2 separate regions of the Pan troglodytes genome follow, and region 2 is linked to region 1. The links are chromatin contacts, called in public HiChIP or PLAC-seq maps. All regions are on one chromosome and are shown on one strand. The core of a region is the stretch at or near the end of the contact, and the rest is flanking DNA. Distances in the headings are between cores, read along the strand shown. Region 1 holds the start of CDK5RAP3 (CDK5 regulatory subunit associated protein 3). Region 2 holds the start of SCRN2 (secernin 2).

Evidence for each region. HiChIP or PLAC-seq counts read pairs in DNA pulled down with a chosen protein or histone mark.
Region 2: an H3K4me3 HiChIP or PLAC-seq map of stem cell-derived excitatory neurons shows a contact between it and region 1, with 4 times the contacts expected there. The contact joins the promoter of SCRN2 here to the promoter of CDK5RAP3 in region 1. A contact is called at or near these places in 1 of 7 Hi-C or Micro-C datasets (stem cell-derived neural progenitor cells) and 1 of 1 datasets of contacts at active chromatin or transcription factors (stem cell-derived excitatory neurons).

Annotation. Positions count from the first base shown.
Region 1 is chr19:20,121,307-20,127,775 of NHGRI_mPanTro3-v2.0_pri, forward strand. CDK5RAP3 (CDK5 regulatory subunit associated protein 3) reads right to left here and starts at 1,645. Exons shown (of 15, transcript NM_001279879.1): 1 at 1,537-1,645; 2 at 1,282-1,327. The coding sequence starts at 1,542.
Region 2 is chr19:20,249,389-20,255,813 of NHGRI_mPanTro3-v2.0_pri, forward strand. It overlaps SCRN2 (secernin 2), which reads left to right and starts at 1,948. Exons shown (of 8, transcript XM_063799576.1): 1 at 1,948-2,119; 2 at 2,484-2,657; 3 at 2,955-3,136; 4 at 3,684-3,883; 5 at 4,321-4,536; 6 at 4,631-4,796; 7 at 4,877-5,057; 8 at 5,325-5,636. The coding sequence starts at 2,484. The coding sequence ends at 5,483. LRRC46 (leucine rich repeat containing 46) reads right to left here. Exons shown (of 8, transcript XM_016931562.2): 8 at 6,098-6,425. The coding sequence ends at 6,208.

The DNA.
Region 1 (6,469 bases), core at 395-2,894:
ACCTGGTACAAAAAAAAACCCTCAATGAATGGTGGTCATTTTATTGGTCCTTTTCATGACCAAGAACAAGCTCACACACCAAGACTGCACATGGGCTGAAGGGCCAGTACAAATCTGAAGGGAGGCTAAAGAAGCTTCCCCCGTGACCACCAAGCAGGACTGACTAAATGGCACTACAGAGTGGTGAATTCAGAACTTGAACTCTGCCAACCGGTCAAACGCTGGGGTCCCACACTAGTATCAGTTATACTCTCTCTGCTATATTCCTGTAAAGTTTTCAGAAAGAAAAATTCTGTTGATGTCACAGAACTAGAAGCAACGGACTGGGGTAGTCAAACAGACACCATCTTAAGGACAAGATTGGCATCAAATCCATGAATCCAATAAGCATTTTAAAATGCCAGGAGCTGTGTGATCAGATGAAGAGGCCTTCCCTGACTATGAACTGGGGAGGAGGTATGTAGGCCCCATACAGACAACCTGGAGATGGCCTGGACACTAAAAGGTTTTCATTTGCAACTGGGTCTTAGGTCCCTCTTCCTCCTAAAATCAAGGGGGAGGTGGAAGCTTTTTAAATGAGGTTTTTTTTTTTTTTCCTGGCATAATGCAAAAGGCATGGACAGTGGGTCAGACAGACTTAAGTTCCAATTCAGATGTGCCACTTAGTGGTTGACTGTTTTTTGTCTTCTTTTTGAGATGGAGTTTCGCTCTCGTTGCCCAGGCTGGAGTGCAATAGTGAGATCTCCACTCACCGCAACCTCTGCCTCCCGGGTTCAAGCAATTCTCCCACCTCAGCCTCCCGAGTAGCTGGGATTACAGGCATGTGCTCCCATGCCCGGCTACTTTTTATTTTTATTTTTTTGTATTTTTAGTCATGGAGACATGGAGACAAGGTTTCTCCATGTTGGTCAGGCTGGTCTCGAACTCCCGACCTCAGGTGATTCGCCCGCCTCGGCCTCCCAAAGTGCTGGGATTACAGGCATGAGCCACCGCGCCCGGCCGTGGTTGACTGTTTTTAAAGCGAGTCATTTATCCTGTCCCTGAATGATACGATAACATATGTTATTAAAGGAGAAAACGCAGGTCAAACAGACTGTACATATGGTTCGTTCCCGCTGCTATCAGGGAAGCAGGTCTGGCCACAGATGGGGCATAGAACGAGGCCAGTGGTCAGCATCTCGACTCAGGCTTTCGGGTGTCAGAGCTCCCGGCTATTGGACACAGGGGGCAACGCACAGGCCTCCCCCCGACAGCCAGCTGCGCGGTGGCGCCCCCTCCTACCGAGCAGCTTGCTGGTCTGGATGTCGATGGGCACGTGCTGATGGTCCTGGCGGGAAACACGGTGGGGAGGGGGGCGTGAGCGCGGAGAGAGGACATACCACTCGCGCGCTCATTTCAACGTCCCAGCCACCACCCTGCAGGGCCAGAACGGGGCCAGAGCGATGGGCTGGGTTGAGCCGCTCCCGGAGGGAGACCGGAGACACAGGTTAGGGGTCCGCGGCCAGTCCCCAGCACACCCAGCTCCTGTCCCCACACCTCCATCTTTTCTCCACTTCCGCTTCAGGCTGGAGACTGTGGCCCGCCCCGCCCTACCACCAATCCAGTGGCGTTGTGGCCGAGCCTCCGTTTAGACACAAACGGGCCTCCTTCGGCCACGTCGCCGCCTTCCGTACAGCCAATCAGGGTTTACGCTCCACTCAGGCCTCAAGCCCCGCCCACCCCAGGCTCCGAATGGCTGAGCTCGGGAGGGGCGGGAGAATGGAGACAGCCAATTGGAGACGCGAGGCGGGCTCAGGGCAGGGGACGGGAGGGGGTGCGCTGCAGCGGCCGTGCGATTGCGACAGGCGGCGCTCGAGAGCCCAGCCTGGCAGCCGCTTCCCCTGGCGGGCACTGGGTCCTCTCCACGCAGATTGAGGCGTCTGCTGGCGGGGTCCTAGCGCCGATCTGGGAGGCCGTTGCAAATACCTTCTTCCCTCCTTGCGTCGCTTTACCATCCAGAGCAGTGTGCAGGTCTCTTGTGGCACTTGTCATGCTTTGCCTTCTCATTCAGTTTCTCTAATAGACATGGTTGAGCACCTGCAACGTGTTGGGCGATTAGGGCAGGGAAGGGGAGGGAGGAGAGTCGGTGAGACGTCCCAAAGAGAACACCTACACTGAGTCTAAACGAAGAGCTGAAGATAGCTGGGTGATGTGGGAAGAGGAGTTTTAGGTGGAGGAAACTACACAGACGAAGCTTAGGTGGCCACAAACTGCAAGAGGGGTGCAAGCAACAACAGGAAGGCAGGACGGGCAACGTAATTTGTGAGGTCCAGTGCAAAATGGAAATGCACAGCTGCTTGTTACAAAATGATGAAGAATTTCAAGATGAAGTCGGCTCCGCGGGCAGGCCAACCTCTATGCCGTAGATGGTTTGAGGCAGCGAGTGGCTAGAGGAGAGGCTGTAAGGGTGGAAAGGCCATATCAAAGGGAGCCTTATTAAGGAACTTGGACTTCATCCTTTCAGACAGAGGAATCACAGAAGGGGTTTGAGGCAGGGAGGAACCTGTACAGATAGGCTGCTGGGATGATGGATGCATGGGAGATAAGACTGGGGACAAGGAGGCTGGAAGGAGGTTGTTATCGAGGGATTATAGCCTGAGCTGGGACACAAGATATGAGGAGGAAGGAGAAGGGCTGGATCTGAGGAATATTTAGGAGGAAAATGTATAGGACTTGGCAATTGATTGGCTGTTTGGGTGGAGGAGAGAGACACTAAGGATGACACCTAGGTGATTAGGTAGGAACCACCACCTGAGACAGGGATGCAGGATGCTGAGCAGGTGTTGGGGAGGAGGGGGTCTAGCTTTGAACCTAGTCTGGCAATGCTGGGAGACCCCCAGATGGAAAGTGTGCAGAAGGCACTTGGGTCTATAATTTTGGAGTTCGAGGGAGTTGTCGGGGCTGGAGATATAGCTTGGAGAGTCACAAGCTGGCTAATATGTGGTCCGAGTGGTGGCTGAAGCTAAGGGAAAGTCTGAGATTGGCCAAGAAGTGGGTAGAGTAAGGAGGGAGGGTAGGCTGAGGCCAGATCCCCCAGGATCTCACAGCGCTGGGTATGCCTTTTCTTTTCTTTTTTTTTTTTTTTTTTTTTTTTTTGAGACGGAGTCGCGCTCTGTCGCCCGGGCTGGAGTGCAGTGACACGATCTCGGCTCACTGCAAGCTCTGCCTCCTGGGTTCACGCCATTCTCCTGCCTCAGCCTCCCCAGTAGCTGGGACTACAGGCGCCCGCCACCACGCCTGGCTAATTTTTTTGTATTTTTAGTAGAGACGGGGTCTCACCGTGTTAGCCAGGATGGTCTCGATTTCCTGACCTCGTGATTCTCCCGCTTCGGCCTCCTAAAGTGCTGGGATTACAGGCGTGAGCCACCGCGCCCGGCCCTGGGTATGCCATTTCTAAATATTCCTTCCCCAGCTCCTGTTCACCACAGCACAACACTTGAGGCTTAGTAAATTTTTGATTGAAATGCATAGTGTGATACAGCAGCGGGAAGACCTAGATTCTGCCCAGTGAGGTCTTGGACCATTTCTATAACCTATCTGATAGCCACAGTTTCCCCACATGGAGATAACAGCTATCCTATCTCAGGGTATTTTTGTTTAGAGGCTTAAATAAACACTAGTAACTCATGACAGTTTACAACATACTGTGGCTATATTTCTCATGCTTTGTAAACTCTCCCTATATGAAATATCATACATGGGCCGGGCGCGGTGGCTCACGCCTGTAATCCCAGCACTTTTGGGAGGCTGAGACAGGCGGATCACCTAAGGTCAGGAATTCGAGACCAGCCTGATCAACATGGTGAAATCCCATCTCTGAAAAAAACAAAAAACACGCCGGGCACGGTGGCTCACGCCTGTAATCTCAGCACTTTGGGAGGCTGAGGCGGGTGGATCACGAGGTCAGGAGTTTGAGATCAGCCTGATCAACATGGTGAAACCCCATCTCTACTAAAAATACAAAAATTAGCTGGGCGTGGTGGCGTACGCCTGTAATCCCAGCTACTCTGGAAGCTGAGGCAGGAGAACTGCTTGAACCCGGGAGGCGGAGGTTGCAGTGAGCCGATATTGCGCCACCGCATTCCAGCCTGGGCGACAGAGTGAGACTCCATCTCAAAAACAAAACAAAACAAAAAACAAACAAACAAACAAAAACAAAAACCATCCCGGCGTGGTGGTGCATGCCTGCAGTCCCAGCTACTCAGCTACTCAGGAGGCTGCGGCGGAAGAATCACCTGAACGTGGGGGGCGGAGGTTGCAATGAGCCGAGATTGCGCCACTGCACTCCAGCCTGGGCAACTGAGTGAGACTCCATCTCAAAAAAAAAAAAAAAAAAATATATATATATATATATATATATATATATATATGTCATATATGATCATTATTATTATAGAACGGATTGAAAAACTGCTCTGAAAATGGCTCATAGGGCTGAATTAAGGGCCTTTTCAGGGATCTTTCATGGGAATTTGGCTCCCATCTGAGTCAGCCTGACTCAGACTGTAGGAATTGCTCAGGCTTCTCCATGATTAAACACACACTTAACTGGGCCCCGACTATGTGCTCGGGGCTGTCTGGGACATCTCAAGAAGCAAGGCACTGCCCTGCCCTCAAGGTGTATCTATCTCTCTTCCTTGAACCAACAGGCTGGGCAGAACAGGACAGGGTGGGTCTGGAAGACCCAGCCCAGGTGAGTTGATGGAAGCAGGGACCACCAGCACTTCAGCCCCACCCACAGCTCCCCAAGGTGACTCACGTGGAGCAGAAGGATGTTTGAGAACAGTTCTGCCCAGCTACTGACTCCAGGGAGGCTGTCCCAAAGCCAGAGGCTCTGGGAGAGAACCTGCCTCTGCTGACTGCAGAGGCTCTGGGGGAGAGCCTGCCAAAGGCACATGCTTCTGTGTTCCCAAAGAGTGTAGGAGCATGGGCCTTTGGCGGGTTTCTGCACTTTTCCAAGGCCACAGGGAACTTCAGGGTCTGTGGGCAGATAAGCACATAATTGGTCTGGCATCCAAGGCATCGACTCTATCTCCTTCAGGAGACTTTAGTCATCGGGGCTCCCAGCAGCTAGAAGGAGGCAGAGAGAGGTATGGTAGGTTTCTGACCAGGAATCTCTCAGTTCTCTGCTGATTTAGCAGATGGGACCCTGGGAGAGGGGCAGCACATGTAGAGAGGTGAGGAGGATATACCAGGGCTGCGCCAGCTTTGGACAAGGAAGCACAGAGCCCCGAGGCACCGTGTAGGCAGCCTACCTTGCCATCCATTATTGTTGTTGTTAGCTTGCTTATTACGTGATAAACATGCCCACGTGCCAGTGTAGATCTAAATGTTTTACAAGCCTTATCTAATGTGATTCTTCTAACAACCTTATAATGTGGGTACCATCATTAACCAGATTTTAAAGGCAAGGAAGCCAAAGATTAATTACGTAACATGTTGAAAATCATCCAGTGGGCCAGGTGCGGTGGCTCACGTCTGTAATCCTAACATTTTAGAAGGCCAAGGTGGGTGGATCACAAGGTCAAGAGATTGAGACCATCCTGGCTAACACGGTGAAACCCTGTCTCTACTAAAAACACAAAAAATTAGCTGGGTGTGGTGGCACGTGCCTGTAGTCCCAGCTACTCAGGAGGCTGAGGCAGGACAATCACTTGAACCCAGGAGGCAGAGGTTGCAGTGAGCCGAGATCGCGCCACTGCACTCCAGCCTGGGTGACAGAGCAAGACTCCGTCTCAAAAAAAAAAAAAAAGAAAAGAAAAGAAAAGAAAATCATACAGATCATACAGTGGGCCAGGCGCGGTGGCTCACACATGGAACTCAACAATTTGGGAGGCCGAGGCGGGTGGATCACCTGAGGTCAGAAGTTTGAGACCAGCCTGGCCAACAAGGTGAAACCCCATCTACTAAAAATACAAAATTAGCTGGGCGTGGTGGCACATGCCTGTAATCCCAGCTACTCGGGAGGCTGAGGTAGAAGAATCCCTTGAACCTGGGAGGCAGAGGTTGCAATGAGCCAAGATTGTGCCACTGCACTCCAGCCTGGGAAACAGAGAAAGACTCAAAAAAAAAAAAGGAAAATCATACAGTGGGTAGTTGATGAGGCTGGGATTCAAACCCAGGCCTGTTGGGCTACCCAGCCTGCATTCTTCTTCTCTGTGTGATGTGCCTTTGCTTCTCCTGCACCCCTGCCTGCCCCTTTGGCTCAGCCACAACAGCTTCAGGTCTCTTCCTCCCTTGGGCCTGATTCCTATTTTCTCCCCAGTTGTTGTGCCAGACGCTCAGAACTCCCACCCCTGCAGGCCCTGCCCCTTTCCAAAGTTCATTCTCACCACACCCCATTCTGGGAAAGGGAGCCCATTACTTATCCTCCTGCAATATCCATAAAAGAAGGCTTACTTTCAACATTCAAATAACTCATTTATTTTAT
Region 2 (6,425 bases), core at 698-3,197, 130 kb after region 1:
GAAATGAGAAAGTGACAGAGAAGAAGACAGCCTGGGAACTGCAACCTGGGGGTGCGCTGTGGCCTCTCTCTGCCTCTCCTCCTGCCTGTTTCCGCCCCACAGTGGGAAGCCGGGGAACTGCAGGAGATGAACCCGCCTTCCTGCAAGCTGCTTCAGGTGCCCAGATTTCTCAGCACACAGCTTCGATGTTTGCTTCTGGAATGACATTAATTGGCAACCTCACAACCCCTCCCCGACACTGTATCAGAAACAGCCTTCACCTTCCCATTAATCCTAGCGTGACTGACCGCCAGCACCCTAGCAGAGTAGGCTTGAAAGAAGGCCAAACTCCACTAAAACACTGTTAGAATTGTTTTCTTTCTTTCTTTCTTTCTTTTTTTTTTTTTTTGAGACGGAGTTTTGCTCTTGTTGCCCAGGCTGGAGTGCAATGGCGCGATCTCAGCTCACTGCAACCTCCGCCTCCCAGGTTCAATTGATTCTCCTGCCTCAGTCTTCCCAAGTAGCTGGGATTGCAGGCATGTGCCACCACGCCTGGCTAATTTTGTATTTTTGGTAGAGATGGGGTTTCTCCATGTGAGCCAGGCTGGTCTCGAACTCCCGACCTCAGGGGATCCGCCCACCTCAGCCTCCCAAAGTGCTAGGATTACAGGCATGAGCCACCACACCCGGCCCACTGTTAGAATTGTCAAGCAAATACAGTAAAGTCAGAGGATACAAGGTCAATGTACAAAAGTCAATAGTGTTCCTATACACTAATAACAAACTATACAAAAAAGAAATCAAGAAGATAGTCCCATTTACAATAGCTATCAAAATAATAAAATATTTAGGAATAAATTTAACCAAAGAGGTGAAAGATCTGTACTCTGAAAATAAGATATTGATGAAAGAAACTGAAGAAGACACAAAGACATGGAAAGATATTTCGTGCTCACGGATTGGAAGAATTACTGTTGCTAAAATGTGCATACTACTCAAAGCCATCTATAGATTCAGTGCAACCCCTGGAAGCAGATAACCTACAGCATCTCCCCTCTCTCCATTCTGGAGGGCTCCACAGAGCAAAAGGGTGTAAGATGCATTTGTCTTAATGATGGCTATGGAGAGACGGTTTGTAGAGAAAAATGAACTGAAAATCAAAACATTTGGGATCAGAGTGTACCTCCACATGACTGTGTGTCACCTTTGGCCAAGACTTCTTTGTGGTTTCAGTTTCACTACAGGTAAAGGCACCAAATCTTTGAACTAGAAAGTTCTAAATTTCCTTTTAAAGCGATCTTCCTATGGGTTTGAGCACTATCAGACAGATAGGTCCTCTGGGATCAGATGGGTTTTGTGCACACTTTCCCTTATTTATTTATTTTAAGAGACAGGGTCTTGCTCTGTCACCGCGGCTGGAGTACAGCGGTGTGATCTTGGCTCACTGCAGCCTCAATCTCTCTGGCTCAAGAGATCCTCCCACCTCAGCCTTCAGAGCAGCTAGGCACGCACCACCACGCCCAGCTAATTTTAAAATATTTTCTGTAGAGGCGAGGTCTTGCTGTGTTACCCAGGCTGGTGTTGAACTCCTGGGTTCAAGTGATCCTCCCACCACCGCCTCCCAGAGTGCTGGGATTACAGGTGCGAGCCCCCCCGCACCCAGCCTCCACCACTCTCGTATTCTGTATCTTATTCCCCTGGGCGCCTCCAGCCTGGGATTGCGCCTCTGGGATTCAAACCAGGACTCAAGTATCTGAGGTTCTTCCTTAATCTCCAGATGTCCCAGCAGTCCCCTTTCTCTGACAAAGTCTCCCTTTTCACGCGGGATCCTTTCCACCCCCAGCTCCAGCTCCCGCTCCCCGCAGTGACTCCGTGGGGTTAGCAGCCTTTGTCAGGCCTCAAATGGGCGCCTGGGTAGGACAGGGAGCCAGGTGGGACTCGCAAGGCCGCTCTGCTCCGGGAAGTGGTGCAGGCGCGCGCCCTGGTGGAAAACGGCGGAGCTGCAGGCTCCGTTCCGGCTCCGACCCCGAGGCCGAAGGCCTTCCAGGTCACCTGAGAGTCTCCGCCCAATGGGGCGGCCCTGGCCAGAAGCGGAGGAGGTGGCACCCGGGACCGAGCTGGGGTCTTGGAGGGAGAGAGGGTGAGGGGAATACAGTACTGGGGGTGAGAGAAGGGTTGGACAGAAGAGGGTCGGGTATCTGGGCATGCGCAGGGCCGCAGGACTCTTGGTGGGGTAGCGAGGGGGACGGTCCCACGACTGCTCCGAAGGGCCGGGACTCCCAGTGGGGGCGGGACCCCCGGAGTGCCCGCCTGCGGACTCCCAAGCCTGGAGCCTGGGGAGAGGGTGGGCACCTCCGTTCCCGCACACCTGTGCATGGTGTGTGCGCCGAGCGTCCAGGAGCCACGGCGGTGTCTTCCTTGCGCGTCTTTTACACGTGTGGGGGTAGGCTGCTCCTCGGGGCCGAGCCGTGGCCAGGGTTATGGAGAGGCCCGCCTCTCCCCAGATGGCATCGTCGAGCCCTGACTCCCCATGTTCCTGCGACTGCTTTGTCTCCGTGCCCCCGGCCTCAGCCATCCCGGCTGTGATCTTTGCCAAGAACTCGGACCGACCCCGGGACGAGGTGCAGGAGGTGGTGTTTGTCCCCGCAGGCACTCACACTCCTGGGAGCCGGCTCCAGGTGGGTTAGACTTTATGGGGTGCTGGGAGGTGTGGCAGATCTCTGCATTCTTTTAAGACCTTCATCCCTGCTCCCCACACCTGGGAGGCTGCCAGAAGTAGTGGAAGAGCATGAGCTTTAGGTCTACCAACCTGGACCTGAGCCCATTATGTAGCCTCAGTCTACCTCAGTTTCCTCTTCTGTAAAATGGGAATGAGACCTTCCTCAAAGGGATCTATAAGGTAATTGGCAGAGTGCCACACTCGAGGGGCCGCCCCTCTATGAGTGGACGCTTCCTTTCTCCTCCCTCACCTCCAGTGCACCTACATTGAAGTGGAACAGGTGTCGAAGACGCACGCTGTGATTCTGAGCCGTCCTTCTTGGCTATGGGGGGCTGAGATGGGCGCCAACGAGCATGGTGTCTGCATTGGCAACGAGGCTGTGTGGACGAAGGAGCCAGTTGGGGAGGGGGAAGCCCTGCTGGGCATGGACCTACTCAGGTGCAGACCCTGCCCTTCCTCATCTGCCTGACACACCAGAAATCTAGGGGCTGAGTTTTGACCTGGGCCCATCCATCCCTCCCCCAGCCTGGTTCACAGGGGCCTCCTCCTCTCTGCAGACTTTGCCCTTGTGCCTTCGTGAAGAAGGCTGCAGCAGCAGCCACCTTTGGGCCTCTCCTGGCCCAGAAATAGAGCAGTGGTTATTTATTTATTTTCAGTTGAAATCTTACATAGAGTCCCAATTTATAAAACCAGTAATAGTGGATGGAGCAGCTCTGGGTGGAGAGAGGTTAGGGGCTCAGGACACTTCTCTCTCTGAAACTGTGTTTCAGGCCTTTTCATGGAACCCTCAAAGCATAGCACATGGAACCAGAGCATTGAAGGCCACTGGCATAATTGCATTTGATACGATCAGTGCCAGCAGATTTGCTGTGTGACTTGGGCCTATCACCAAACCTCTCCGGGCCTCTTCTGTCCCCTGGAGCTTCTGCCACCAGCCATTGATCCCTCTGTCACCCTTCTGTCCCTTGGCCCTCTCTCTTGCCAGGCTGGCTTTGGAACGGAGCAGCTCTGCCCAGGAGGCCTTGCATGTGATCACAGGGTTACTGGAGCACTATGGGCAGGGGGGCGGCTGCCTGGAGGATGCTGCGCCATTCTCCTACCATAGCACCTTCCTGCTGGCTGACCGCACTGAGGCGTGGGTGCTGGAGACAGCTGGGAGGCTCTGGGCTGCACAGAGGATCCAGGGTGAGGTGTTCCCTTTCTCCCAGCTTTGGGAAGTGGGAGAGATGGTAGGGGCAGGGAGGGGCCCGATCCAGGTGCAAGCCTGTCGGGACATCCAGGGAGATGGGAGATGAGCCCACTTGGGAATTCTCCTCCCCTTCACTTGGTTAAGTCTTCCGTGTGCTACAGCCTGTTGCTTCCTCTGGGAAGCCTTCCTGGACTTCCCTGGGTGGTCAGGTTTCCTGCTTATATGCAAGCAGGTACTTCTTTTTCATCGCATTCAACACAGTTGCATGCTTACGTTTATCTCTGTGATTATTTTGTCTGCCTCCCCCACCACAACGTAGGCTCCATGAGGGTAGGTAGTTCTCTTCTCCACCATGTTCTCAGCACCTCGCCCAGTGCCTGGCATAGAATAGGTGCTCAATGGTAAATGAACCACTCCCCCATCTCCTCCACAGAGGGGGCCCGCAACATCTCCAACCAGCTGAGCATTGGCACGGACATCTCGGCCCAACACCCGGAGCTGCGGACTCATGCCCAGGCCAAGGGCTGGTGGGATGGGCAGGGTGCCTTTGACTTTGCTCAGATCTTCTCCCTGACCCAGCAGCCTGTGCGCATGGAGGCTGCCAAGGCCCGCTTCCAGGCAGGGCGGGAGCTGCTGCGGCAATGGCAAGGTTAGTGAACGGTGGAGGGGGCCGGGGGCCAGGAGGGCCACAGCAGAGCCAGCCACTCTCCCCTCCCACAGCTTCCCCCTCTACTCCTTGGCAGGGGGCATCACGGCAGAGGTGATGATGGGCATCCTCAGAGACAAGGAGAGTGGTATCTGTATGGACTCGGGAGGCTTTCGCACCACGGCCAGCATGGTGTCTGTCCTGCCCCAGGATCCCACGCAGCCCTGCGTGCACTTTCTTACCGCCACGCCAGACCCATCCAGGTGGGAAGAATGAGGGTGGGGAAGGCTGGGGAGAAGAGAGGATCTGATATATCTCCGTCCTTCCATCTGTGCCCCTCTAGGTCTGTGTTCAAACCTTTCATCTTCGGGGTGGGGGTGGCCCAGGCCCCCCAGGTGCTGTCCCCCACTTTTGGAGCACAAGACCCTGTTCGGACCCTGCCCCGATTCCAGACTCAGGTAGATCGTCGGCATACCCTCTACCGTGGACACCAGGCAGCCCTGGGGCTGATGGAGAGAGATCAGGTATCCCCCAGGGAGTAGGGGCTACCTTGAGGGGATGATAGACCTCCCCCACTCCCAGTGGGACTCTGGAAATATGAAGGAACTTGGGAGTGGAAGAGATTTCAGAGCTGGGGAGAGGAGTTCCTCCCTTCAAAGCCAGCAACTGCCTTTGGGGAATGTCGGGGGGTCTCTCCTTTCTCCTGCTTGTGTGAGGTGGTACACAGTCCCCCCTTCACCTGGCGGGAAGCCTGTCCCGGACAGACTCATCTCAGCTTTCCCTTGGGGCAGGATCGGGGGCAGCAGCTCCAGCAGAAACAGCGGGATCTGGAGCAGGAAGGCCTTGAGGCCACACAGGGGCTGCTGGCCGGCGAGTGGGCCTCACCCCTCTGGGAGCTGGGCAGCCTCTTCCAGGCCTTCGTGAAGAGGGAGAGCCAGGCTTATGCGTAAGCTTCATAGCTTCTGCTGGCCTGGGGTGGACCCAGGACCCCTGGGGCCTGGGTGCCCCGAGTGGTGGTGAAGTTGGAGCAATCCCTTCACGCTCCTTGGCCATGTTCTGAGCGGCCAGCTTGGCCTTTGCCTTAATAAATGTGCGTTATTTTCTCTTCAGTGAACTTTATCCCAGGACCAGTGGGGGTGGGAGAGCCAAGTGAGGCCCAAAGGCAGCTGTGGGCTGGCTGCGGGGCCTGTGGTTGTGTACTCATTCCTATGAGTGGGTGAGTGATGGGGACTGGGCAGGAGGACAGGGAGGGGACAGGAGCTGGCTGCTGTTGGGGATGACTAGGACCACAGCTCCTTGGTCCTTGGCTTGGACCGGGGAAGGGCATTCCCTAGGGGTGGCAGTGAGATGGCATGCATCTTCCATGAGGTGGTGCCCGCTTCCTGCCCAAGTGGGAGCCAGAAAGCCAGCGGGGGCCTGAGGCATGCCTGCCCTGTGGGTAGCTCCCGAAAGATTCCAGACTCGCTCTTTAGAATCAGGTGGCTCACTGAGCTCTGTATTTTGTTTCCTGGAGCTTTCACTGGTTGCTTCCCCTGAGATACCCCAAGTGACATGAAAAGCATAGTCAGGGCCTAGAGACACTTTACTGGGGATGGGCTTCTGTCACAGGTCAGAGGTCTGAGAAGGGGGGCAGGCCCCACTCCTCTCCATTAGTAGAGAAAGGTTGACAGAGAATCATTTCTTGCTTCTCTTGGCCGTAGTTTTGGTTGTTCTGGGGGCCTCAGCCACAGAGGCCTTGGGGGCTGTGGCTGCTTGTGCCCCCTTCCTTCCCCAGAGAGAGCTTTGGTGGCCCCTGGGAATCAGACTGCATGGTTTCTTGGTGGGAGAGGAGGCCTGGGGTGAGGAGACGGCCTCAGGGACTGTCTCCTCCCCTTGCGCAGGAGTGGCAGAAG